Linked DNA regions of Mus musculus: all the other regions are linked to region 1. The links are chromatin contacts, called in public Hi-C and HiChIP or PLAC-seq maps. All regions are on one chromosome and are shown on one strand. The core of a region is the stretch at or near the end of the contact, and the rest is flanking DNA. Distances in the headings are between cores, read along the strand shown.

The links. A called contact is a pair of places that touch in the nucleus more often than the background predicts. HiChIP or PLAC-seq counts read pairs in DNA pulled down with a chosen protein or histone mark.
Region 2: a Hi-C map of CD8 T cells shows a contact between it and region 1, with 5 times the contacts expected there. The contact joins the promoter of Lrrc23 here to the promoter of Tnfrsf1a in region 1. A contact is called at or near these places in 1 of 484 Hi-C or Micro-C datasets (CD8 T cells) and 1 of 115 datasets of contacts at active chromatin or transcription factors (pancreatic cancer cells).
Region 3: a contact with region 1 is called in an H3K27ac HiChIP or PLAC-seq map of microglia, with 4 times the contacts expected there. The contact joins the promoter of Lpcat3 here to the promoter of Tnfrsf1a in region 1. A contact is called at or near these places in 1 of 484 Hi-C or Micro-C datasets (CD4 T cells), 2 of 115 datasets of contacts at active chromatin or transcription factors (microglia and pancreatic cancer cells) and 1 of 9 other capture datasets (liver).

The regions. Positions count from the first base shown.
Region 1 is chr6:125,348,039-125,351,451 of GRCm38.p6, forward strand. It overlaps Tnfrsf1a (tumor necrosis factor receptor superfamily, member 1a), which reads left to right and starts at 1,685. Exons shown (of 10, transcript NM_011609.4): 1 at 1,685-2,024. The coding sequence starts at 1,986.
Region 2 is chr6:124,777,467-124,781,099 of GRCm38.p6, forward strand. Lrrc23 (leucine rich repeat containing 23) reads right to left here and starts at 2,261. Exons shown (of 8, transcript NM_001302555.1): 1 at 2,184-2,261; 2 at 1,546-1,680; 3 at 1,351-1,460; 4 at 626-879. The coding sequence starts at 1,662.
Region 3 is chr6:124,661,530-124,664,800 of GRCm38.p6, forward strand. It overlaps Lpcat3 (lysophosphatidylcholine acyltransferase 3), which reads left to right and starts at 1,575. Exons shown (of 13, transcript NM_145130.2): 1 at 1,575-1,830. The coding sequence starts at 1,680.

The DNA.
Region 1 (3,413 bases), core at 435-2,934:
ATTTTCAAATTATTGATATTGTAGGATTCTTAACATGTGGCAAACACTTCTAATATTAATATGAATCTTACCACCAAACTAGCCTTGAGAAATGTGCTAGTGTGTTTTGTGTCTATTTGTGTGTGTGTGTGTGTATGTGTGTGTGTGTGTGTGTGTGTGTGTGTGCTGGGGATAAACTTAAGGCCTCATCTATGCTGGGGAAGCCCCACCTCCACCCCCGACCACATACCCACACACACCATTTCTTTTTCCTGGCTTGCTCCCATTGAAAACTGGCCAGTCTGATAGAGGGGGGTGAGCTTCCAGCAGCAGGGACACCTCCAGCTGGTCTTCCGCTCTGCCTTCAGGGTCACAGAGGAGAGGAGACAGCAGGGTTAGGATACTGGAGGTTGGAAGTCAGGGTAGCTCACAGGGAGAAGGGCCAGGAGCTCTGGTTCCAAGTCCCCAAGCCCTATGCCCCTATTCCTGGGTTTTCCCTCCAAGTCTCAAAGTCTCAGCTGCTTTTAAAGGACCGCAGGTTGGTTGAACTGGCATGCATAAAGAAGGTCATTGAGTCTCAAGGGCACTCGAGTGAATAGTGTCCGGGTGTTACAGGGTTCCATTGCACTGAAGACCTGCCCAAATGGGGATGGCAGGAGGCAGCCATCCCTAGTAAGGGATGCTATCAGAAGGTAAGGTCTTACTCAAAAGGACAGAGAGAACTGTGGGCCTTGCAGTAGGAGCTCGGCTGGCATCCTGATTCTCCGAGATCAGCCTCCCAGTGTGCAGAGTCCCGTGGCTTTTTCCTCACCCCTAAAGCTACAGACTGTGGTATAACTATCTTTGAGGTCAGTCCCAACGGATGCATCAGGATATCTAGAGCTGGGTGTGGTGGTGCACACCTGTAGTCTCAGCAGGTAGGAGGTGGGAGGATGAGAAGTACAAGGCCAGCCTCAGCTAGACAGTGAGTTTGAGGCCAGCCGGCTTGGGCTAAATGAAACCCTATTTCACACAGGTTGGAAAGGGGGCCCTGGGAGCCCTTTACAGAAGCCTGAATTCTCATGGCTTCTCTTTGCTATGTCAGGGCAGGCACTTTTCACTCCAAATTAACAACTGGGGAGACAACCAAGGCTTAGGAGAGGGTGCTGCCTGACACCCCCTCACCCGTGCCCCACCGTTGGTGACCGAGCCATGGTGGGCAGCTGAGGGACTTGTCTGGAAGACACAGATGAGAGTCAGTGGGAGTGACCTTGGGTCAGGACCCAGGCAGGGTAGAAAAGAACATTTGATTTCCCTCCCGGTTTGGGCTGACTGGGTAAACGTCCAAGAAAGTGCGATTAGAGGGAACTCAGAGGGAGGGAGAGCGCGAAGCAAAGGAGTTCTCGGCGGGCGAGCATCAGATATTGCCCTCCCCCTAATAACTCCCGCCTGCCGTCCCGTGAGATAGGTGGGCTGGCTTCCTTCCGTGAAATTGACAACAGGCTTAGAGGGGTTAGTCCACCGGTCTAAGCTCACCCACTTCAAAAGCAAAGGAGTCCGAACTGGAATTCTGTGGACTCTCAAGCTCTTAAGTGGTGTTAAGTGGGTTTGGGGCGCCAAGCTACGGGACCCGGGCTACAAAGCGTTAAAGAACCTTGGCCCTCTCCTCACTCCTCCTAGTTCCCTCCCTCCTCCTCCCTCGCCTCTCCCCAGGCTCTTCCGGTCCCGCTCTTGCAACACCACCCCCGCCACTCTCCCTTCCCCTCCTACCTTCTCTCTCCCCTCAGCTTAAATTTTCTCCGAGTTTTCCGAACTCTGGCTCATGATCGGGCCTACTGGGTGCGAGGTCCTGGAGGACCGTACCCTGATCTCTATCTGCCTCTGACTTTCAGCTTCTCGAACTCGAGGCCCAGGCTGCCATCGCCCGGGCCACCTGGTCCGATCATCTTACTTCATTCACGAGCGTTGTCAATTGCTGCCCTGTCCCCAGCCCCAATGGGGGAGTGAGAGGCCACTGCCGGCCGGACATGGGTCTCCCCACCGTGCCTGGCCTGCTGCTGTCACTGGTGAGATGGGAGACTGGAGGGGAGGGTGGGTTGCTAGCGAGGCGCCGGGCAGGAGTGGGCTTGTACTAGGGGTAGAGATGGGGGCAGGGGCTTCTGTGCTTTAGTTTGACGCCAGGTTTGCTGTGCCTCACCTGGGGCTGCCCTGAGATGTGGAAGGGAGAAATCTGAGAGGGAGAGAATCTGGCAAGCCAAGCTGGCAAGCCTGGGCCCCTGACAGTCAAGGTCCTGGCCCGTGTTGGGCTGTGGTCAGGCCAGCTGCTCGGCCAGTGGAGTTAGACGGAGAAGCCTTCTTTCTCTGGCCGAGGTTGAACAGCGTGGGGCAGGGTGTTGGAAGACTGGGTGCTAGGAGAACCGCTTTGGCGGGACGAGTTTGGGAAAGCGTGCTTGGGAGTGGACCCGAAACTGGACAAAGCTGGGCAGCCTTCCGGTCCCAGACTTCTCCCTGAGACAGCCTCTGACCTTCTGCCGCCTCCATTTCTGCTTCCAGACAAGAGGTCCCTCCTGGCGTGACCCTCCTTAAGTAGCTAATACCTCTTTATCTAGGCCATGTATCCTCCTGCTCCCTCCCCACAGACCCAAAAGTCAGTCTCACGGTTTCCAATTCCACAGTTCCAATTGGGGAAGTTGGTAGCAGCTTGTTTTCGTCACTGGAAAATGTACTTTTCTCTGGCCTCGGCCTAGTGTTCATGTTCTCTTGATTTCTGTGTGTCCATAATTATTCTGTGTAGATCCTGGGGGCTCCCTGGCTGTCTGGGTGGGCTGTACCATCGGCGCAGTGTTCTCTGGGTCCTGCCTCTCCCTGGCCCAGCGTTATCCCTGAGACCTGCCTTTTTCTCCCTCCCCTTTCACTCCTCATTCTCTTCTGGTCAGTCTCCAGAGCCTCCTTGCGGGGGTGGGGTGGGGGGGTGGGGGTGGCTCCTTTGTGTCTATTCCCTTCCCTTTCTCTACACACCATTCTAAAGCAGTGGTCCTAGAACCCTGCCTGGGTGTCACCTCCCTTCTCCTGGTCCTGTCCTGTCTCCCAGTCTCTCCTGGGAGACTTGTCAAGGCTGCCCCTCTGGCTGTTCTCCAACTCCCCCACCCACTTAATTCTTTTCTCTTTAGGGGTAGATCACCTGGATTTAGGGCTCAGCCCAGCACCCTTACCCTCATGAACGCAGGCATGTGATGTGACTCCCCCGCTTTTTGTTTCTTTTATTTCCAAAATGTCTACAATGATCAGTACCTCATAGTTGTTATTAAGATTGAGTAGATGGATTTGTGTTAAATATTTATTCATTTCCTTCCCTGCTAGGTCCAATTCAGATTAGGTGAATGATCCCAAAGGGGAGTAAGAAGTATGCCACAAACAGAAAGGACTCAGCTTGGCTTCTCTCTTCTCATCTCTAG
Region 2 (3,633 bases), core at 1,011-3,510, 570 kb before region 1:
GTGCATAGGGATGATGGTTGTGAGCCTCCACACCTGGCTTGTATTTGCTTACTATGCTCACAGTTATCTGCCTAGCATCCTAAACTAGAATGGACTCTCCATAAGAACAGAGATCTTTGGCTTTGCTCATTGTTGTGTTTCCAGCATGGAGAATTGTCATAAAGAATTTTATGAGGGGCTGCAGTGATGACTCAGTGGTGAAGAACCCTGGTGGCTTTTCTCAGAAGACCTGGGTTCAGTTCCCAGCACCCACATCAGGCAGATCGCAGGAAGCAGACATTGTCCTCTGGTCTTCTGCAGACACCTGCACATACCCACGTACATGTAGTTAAAAATAAATTTAAAAAAGAATACAATTAATTTTAATAAGTGTCTCTCTCTCTCACTCTCTCGCTCTGGTTCTCGCTCTCACTCTTTTTTTGGGGGGGGGGGCAGGACTAGGCCCTGTATAAGTATATAGACAAGTCTTTGCTGCTGAGTTGTATCGCCAGTCCAGCGTGTGTCTTAACAAATGAATGCCTGTATCCAGATGACTGCGTGGCTCAGCCTCCAAACATATACTGCCTGCTTCTGTCAGCTCCTCACTAGGAAGGGAAGGTCTGTGTATCTCTTCCTAAGGACCCACCTTTGAGATCCAGGCTTCCCAGACGGGGGTGAAAGATGCCTTCAGTGTCTATGATCTGGTTGTAGGAAAAGCTGGCGATCTGCAGGTAGGGAAGTTCATTCATCCTAGCACTCCGAAGCTGATTGCCATCGGCCTTGAGCCATAGGAGGTGAGTGAGACTGTTGAGCGGCGATATGTCTGTAATATGGTTCTCAGAAATATCCACATAGCGAAGATGGATATAGGAGCGCAGTAAGGAGATGTCTGTGAGGTCCCTAGGAGGTGGGAGGGGGGGGGGAGAGATCCACCGGAAAGGATAAGAACCCAGAGAGAAACGGCACAGGTGCTAGGACAGAGAGCAATGCAGAGAAGCCTTGTACTGGGATGACAGAGACGGAGGGGAAGAGGAGGCAAGTGGGGTTTTCTTCTTGTTTTTCAGTGCAGAGATCAAAACTAGTGCCTTGCACATGGCAGACGACCTTTCATACTACTAAGCTACATCTCGGAGCCAAACAGAGACTCCTCCACAGAAGCTTCAGTGTGTTGTTTTTGGTGCTGGGAATGAACCTGGAGCCTTGTGCATACTAGGCAAGTTCTCCACTGCTAAGCTACCCTCCCAGTCACCTAAGAGTCCCGGACGGACGTTCTGAAAAGCGAAGCCCACCATGTCTTCCCATGAGCTCTAGCCCAAACACTCAGGAATGAGAGAGGGAAGGCACGAGATGCTCCCGTCTCGCAGTCCTCACCTGTCCTTAGCCTCCAGCTTAATATAAGCGTGAGCCAGTCCACTGCCAATCTTGCAGAGTAATGAGAGCCCTTCCTTCATCATGGCCTCCGTGATGGGGGTGGGCAGCCACTGTAAGAGGTGGGGAATACAGGCATCCCTCTCCAGCTCCCCTCTAGTCCCGAGCCCCGGGAGCCCTCCTGAAGCAGGCTCTCACTTCCTCAGAGGCTTCTTCTGTCTCTTTCCTGTAGTCTTCCCATTCCTCTATCTCCTTGTCACTTTCCACTTCATCCTGTTCTGCATCAACGTCATCCACATCATCTTCATCCGACATCTTTCTCTGCCCTGCGCTCTGGAGTCAGATGAGACTCAGTCCTGGTCCTGAGAAAGAAGGTCTTAGCTCCCACCCCCCCAACCCTCCAGTCCCTCACCTCCAGCTACAGGTGCCCTATACAGTCTGTCTCCTCTGAACTCCCACTTGTGCATCTTTCCTCATGCTGGAGACCGTCTTTGGACTCCCAGTCTCTGCTCGGAGCCTCCTCCCACTCCACCCCTGCTCCCTTCAGGACACTTTCCCACACTCCCGGACTGTTCCTGCTGTCACTTGCCTCCAACAGTGTCCCAGCAGCCCAGCGTCCTCCTTCCTCAATTCCCTTTGATACAGTTCTACATGTCCTCCTAAAATCTCCCCTACCTACTCCTCCTCCCCTTCTTTACCCACACCTCACCTCCGGGTTGGGTTCCCTTCCACCCCAACCCCTCTTCTAATGCGGCCTCTTTGCTTAACACCACCATTTCCCTGACACGAAGTCTTCAACCCTCCAACCCAGTTCGCCTTCAGAAGTGGGCGCAGACCCTGACTCTGCTCCTCTAGAAGTAGTTAAGGAGAGGATCTTTGTGCTGAGACGCCAAGACTGTTTTTTTGGAAGACGCAACGGGGTAGCCGGAGTTATTTATTGTTGTTATGGCAACAGGGGCGGGACGCTTAGCTTTGCAGCCAGCTTCCGTTGAGAGTTTAGAGTACCTCAACCGCAAAGCAAAAACCCTAACGCCCCTCTTTCCACCCTCAGCGGGTAGCTCAGTAGTTGCCAGGTTACGAGGCCAAATTTCTAATCCCAGGAACCAGGAGAAGGCGAGAAAAGAGTGTCAAGGAGTTAATTGTCGGCGGACATAAAACAATGGTCCAATATTAACAGCAGCACTGAGAAGCGGGAGGGAGGCGGGGCTGGCCATTAAGTCCTTAAAGCAATTAGATGTCCGGATGCAAAGGAATTGGGCTTTAAGACTATACCTAAGAAGCAAAAAGGAGATGGATGAGGGGGGAAAGGCACGAAGAGAAGCAAGAAATACTAAGTTATGGGATTTGTTGCTGGCCGGGTTCCGCTCATTTACTTCGAAGGTGGCCTGGTGGTGCAAACCTTTAAGACCCAGCTTTGCGACCCCTGCGACCCCCTCTGGCAGGAAAGATAACTCAGAGATTAAGGGCCCTGGCTGTTCTTCTAAAAGACCCAGCTCTATTCCCAGCACTCACAAACCATCTGTAACTCCTGCTCTAGCGATCTGATGCCATCTTCTGACCTCTACACATAAAATAATAAAATTAATACATCTAAAAAATAAAAGGTCTGGCTTGGAGTCTTGGTAGATCTGCTGATTACTAGCAGTCCTCTAGAATTCTGTAGAATAAACGTAACGTTAAGAACTGGGAGGAGTCTGCTGAGTTACTCTGTGTCTTCGCTGTTGCTGTTTTCCTCTGAAGCAGCAGACTTTCTATGTAAGCCAGGCTGCCTCGAAGTCACTCCTTTCCCAGCCTCTTAAACACTGGGATTACAGGTGAGCGCAACCATGCCCAACTAACACTATCTTGTGGAGTCTAAGGAAAAGAGAATGCTTGATACAGGAACACATGGGACTAATTGTTACCTGCTTTATATAAAATGCAAATTGGAGGCTAGATGGCTCAGGGGTTGAGAGCACTCGTGCAATTGCAGAGTTTTCAGCACCCACAAAAGGTGGCTCCCAACCATCTAGGACTCCATCTCCAGGGGATCCAATGTCTCTGGCCTTCATGCACATACTCTCCCCACCCACACACACATACACACACAACCATACACTTGGGTAAACTAATCTTTTTAAAGATTGCAAAGTGGTCTGATGGAATATGTGTGGGCTGGAAGTCAGAAAGTGTTCCTTTGGATCAGTCGAGTTTGGGGAACGTAATCGACAAATCTGTTCTCTTGGTGTCAAGGAACGGGAGCTCTAGCAACAGCGGTAGCTTTAAAGCATAAATCCTGGGTTCCAA
Region 3 (3,271 bases), core at 325-2,824, 690 kb before region 1:
TTAAAAAGAATGGCAGTGCTGGCAGGCTGGCTCTGTGGTTAAGAGAGAATATTGCTCTTGCAGAGGGCCTGCATTCAATTCCCAGCACCCATATCACACCATTCACAATTTCCTGTAACACCCAGACACCGGGGATAGGAAATCTTCATCTACACACCACCCACAGAGGCACAACCCTATTATTAAAAATAAAGCATTTTAAATTAAAATTTAATTAATTAAAATAATTGCGAGCCAGAGAGATAGCTCAGCGCGTTACAGCACTTGCCAGCACTGAGTTCAATCGTCAAAATCCACATGGCAAAAGACAGAGCAGTCTCCTGAAAGTTGTCTTCTGGCCTTCATGTGTGTTCTGTGGCAAAAACTAGCCCTTCCTCCAACATACCCCAATATATACACAAATAAATGTAAAAAAAAATGCCTTTAAGTATAAATAAAAGGACATATGAAAAGGCAGGAGACATAGCTCAGTGGTCCAATGCTTCCTTAGCACACGTAAAGCCTACGTTCAATTTCCCAGTAAAAAAAAAAAGGGGGGGGGGGGGCTGGAAAAAAGTATAAAATGCCATGGAAGTGTAAGCCATAGCTGAACTTTTTAGGACAAGAACTTGTGAACCCCTTTGTTACACACCCCATACACTGTCACTTTCCCTGGGGTCAATCAGTGGGAAGTGACACTGCATAGGAGGAAAGGGCTCCTATTTTGCTTCATGCCTCTAGTGCTTGAACTTTCATCAGGAACATACATTACTTAAGCCGTGACAAAACTAGCCTAACTGTTAATTAAAGCGGCAAGTGTTAAGTAGGCTCTTTTTAATATAAATAGGCAGATCCTAATTTCATTGCCTCCGGAGAGAAGGTCCGTTTTACTATAGAAAGGGAACTCTGCATAAGGACTAGGGTTGTAGCTCCGGCAGGAGAGCGTGCACGCGGCACCGGTTCGAGTCCCAGTACTTGAACAACCGAAAAGGACCTGCATCGGGAAGAGCTACGTAGCATTAAAGGGTGTTCTTGGGCCCCTGGGCTCCCCCAGAGCCTTCAGGAAAGGGCTGGGAATGCAGGACCCTCGCTCTCCCCCCCTCCCCCGCCCCCGAGGAGACACCGTTAGGGGGCGCTCGTGGGGTGACAGCAGACATTCGCTCCGCTCCGTTACATGCCCCAGTAACCCCAGCGCCGGCGACCGAGAGTAACCTCGCGGTCTGGTGACGCCCCCGCCCCCCCCCGCCCCCCCCCCGCCCCGACTCTCGCCTGCTCCTGTCTCAACCAATGGGAAGGCAGCGAGCAAGCCGGCCGGACACCCGTCCGACCCACTCCTGCCCGGAGCCGTCCGGACCGAGTTGTACTGTCACCTCGCCTCGCGCTCCCGCCTGCTCCAATAGCAGCTGGGTCGCGATCGCAAGCCCCGCCCCGCCCCGCCGGCCCGGCCCGTTTCCCTTCCTCACGGGAGTCACCTTTGCCTTACAAACGCTCGGCCCCGCCCTCTTCCTACCTTGCTGCGCTCGGCCCCGCCCCCGGCTGGCTCGACCAATAATCGGGTGGGTCTAGAGGCTCTGGGCGGGCCCGCAGCCAATGCGCACGCCGTGGGCGGGCCCCCGGCCGGAATTGGGGGTGAAGCCACCGCGTTCTGCCCACATTCGGGGCGCGGAGCTGGGGGTCCCCGGGGGGCGCCCGCAGTTAAGATGGCGTCTACAGCGGACGGGGACATGGGAGAGACGCTGGAGCAGATGCGGGGGCTGTGGCCGGGTGTCGAGGATCTGAGCCTTAACAAGTTGGCGACGTCTCTGGGCGCGTCGGAACAGGCGCTGCGGCTCATCTTCTCCATCTTCCTGGGTAAGGACCCTCCTGCCTGCCTCTGCCCCCTCGTGGAGTCCCAAGGAAATGGGCAGAATGGGGTCTGGGGACAGGACCTGTCTGTCTGCCCCGAACCTGGGACCCAGGAGGGCTTGGGGGTGCGGGTCATCAAGCACACCAGCCAGCTATCGAAGGGAAGACAAGTCTGGTCTCAAGTCTGGGGGCCCGTACCCTCTGAACCTCTTCCCATTTTCTTTGGCCCATACTGTGCCCTTTGGCTCCTCAGTCACCTCCCGCCTTGTCATCGATATGCCGGACTGTGCCCTTGCGACCTATGTCTGTCTGTGGCTCTCAAGAGTTCGACTGTGGCCATGAGTACTACTTATTTGTTATTAACAGCTCCCATCATGCGCTCTCCTTACGAGAGGCATAGGCCCTCGAACTTAAGATATTTTAGCCCTACGGGCCTCCTCTGCCCGATTATTTCATACTATGTCTTCTCGGTCTATTTTGTGTATTGCCAACGTATAGTGTACTTTCATCTCTTTTCTGTCCACTTTCTAGTATTTTCTTGTACCATATTGCTTTCCCCCTTAGCCGCCCACCTGTCATTTACTCTGGAATACATTCTTACACTGGGCTTGGGAAACAGCACTATTAACAACCTTAAAAACTCCATGCTTGTTCCAAGGGACTATTATTCATATGGTTCAAAGGATGTGATGTACCTGAATTTATGTCGCAACAAGCTGTGTTATATATTATATATATATTTTATAGTCTTTTAAAAACCGCACTCTTCGAGGTTTTTTAATACATGAGGTAACGTGGTATGATGGAAAAAGTGTGGACTTTGAAGTTAAAGGAGTCCCACTCTTTACCGTTTGTGAGTAGCAACCACTCTTGTCGCTACTCACAAACGGTAAGACCCCCCAGGCAAGCCATTTAACTGCTCCGCATCTAATTCTCTTATGAGATGAAGACAGCCGTGCTTAGCATTGGATCGCTGTAAAGTCCGGTAAGAATTCTTAGGTCAAGATCAGTGATCAGAGACTCGATTCAGTAGGTTTTTAAGTCCTTGGAACTTTTGGGGAAGGCTGCATAACTTTAACCTGAGAGAGGCGTAAGTAGAGGGTTAACTGTAGGAAGTTTGAGATAAATTGGGTGTGGTGACTTATGCCTTTGCGGCTCAGTGCCCTGGGACTAAGGCAAGAGAACTGTGAGTTTGAGCCTGGGCTAATGGTTTGAGACCCTATTTTTAAAAAGGGGGGGGGGAGGACTGGAGAGATGGCTCAGCAGGTAAGAGCACTGACTACTCTTCTGAAGGTCCTGAGTTCAAATTCCAGCAACCACATGGTGGCTCACAATCATCTGTGATGAGATCTGACACCCTCTTCTGGAGCGTACTTACATATAATAAATAAATAAATAAATAAATAAATAAATAAATAAATAAATAAATGGAAAAAGTTTGAGACAA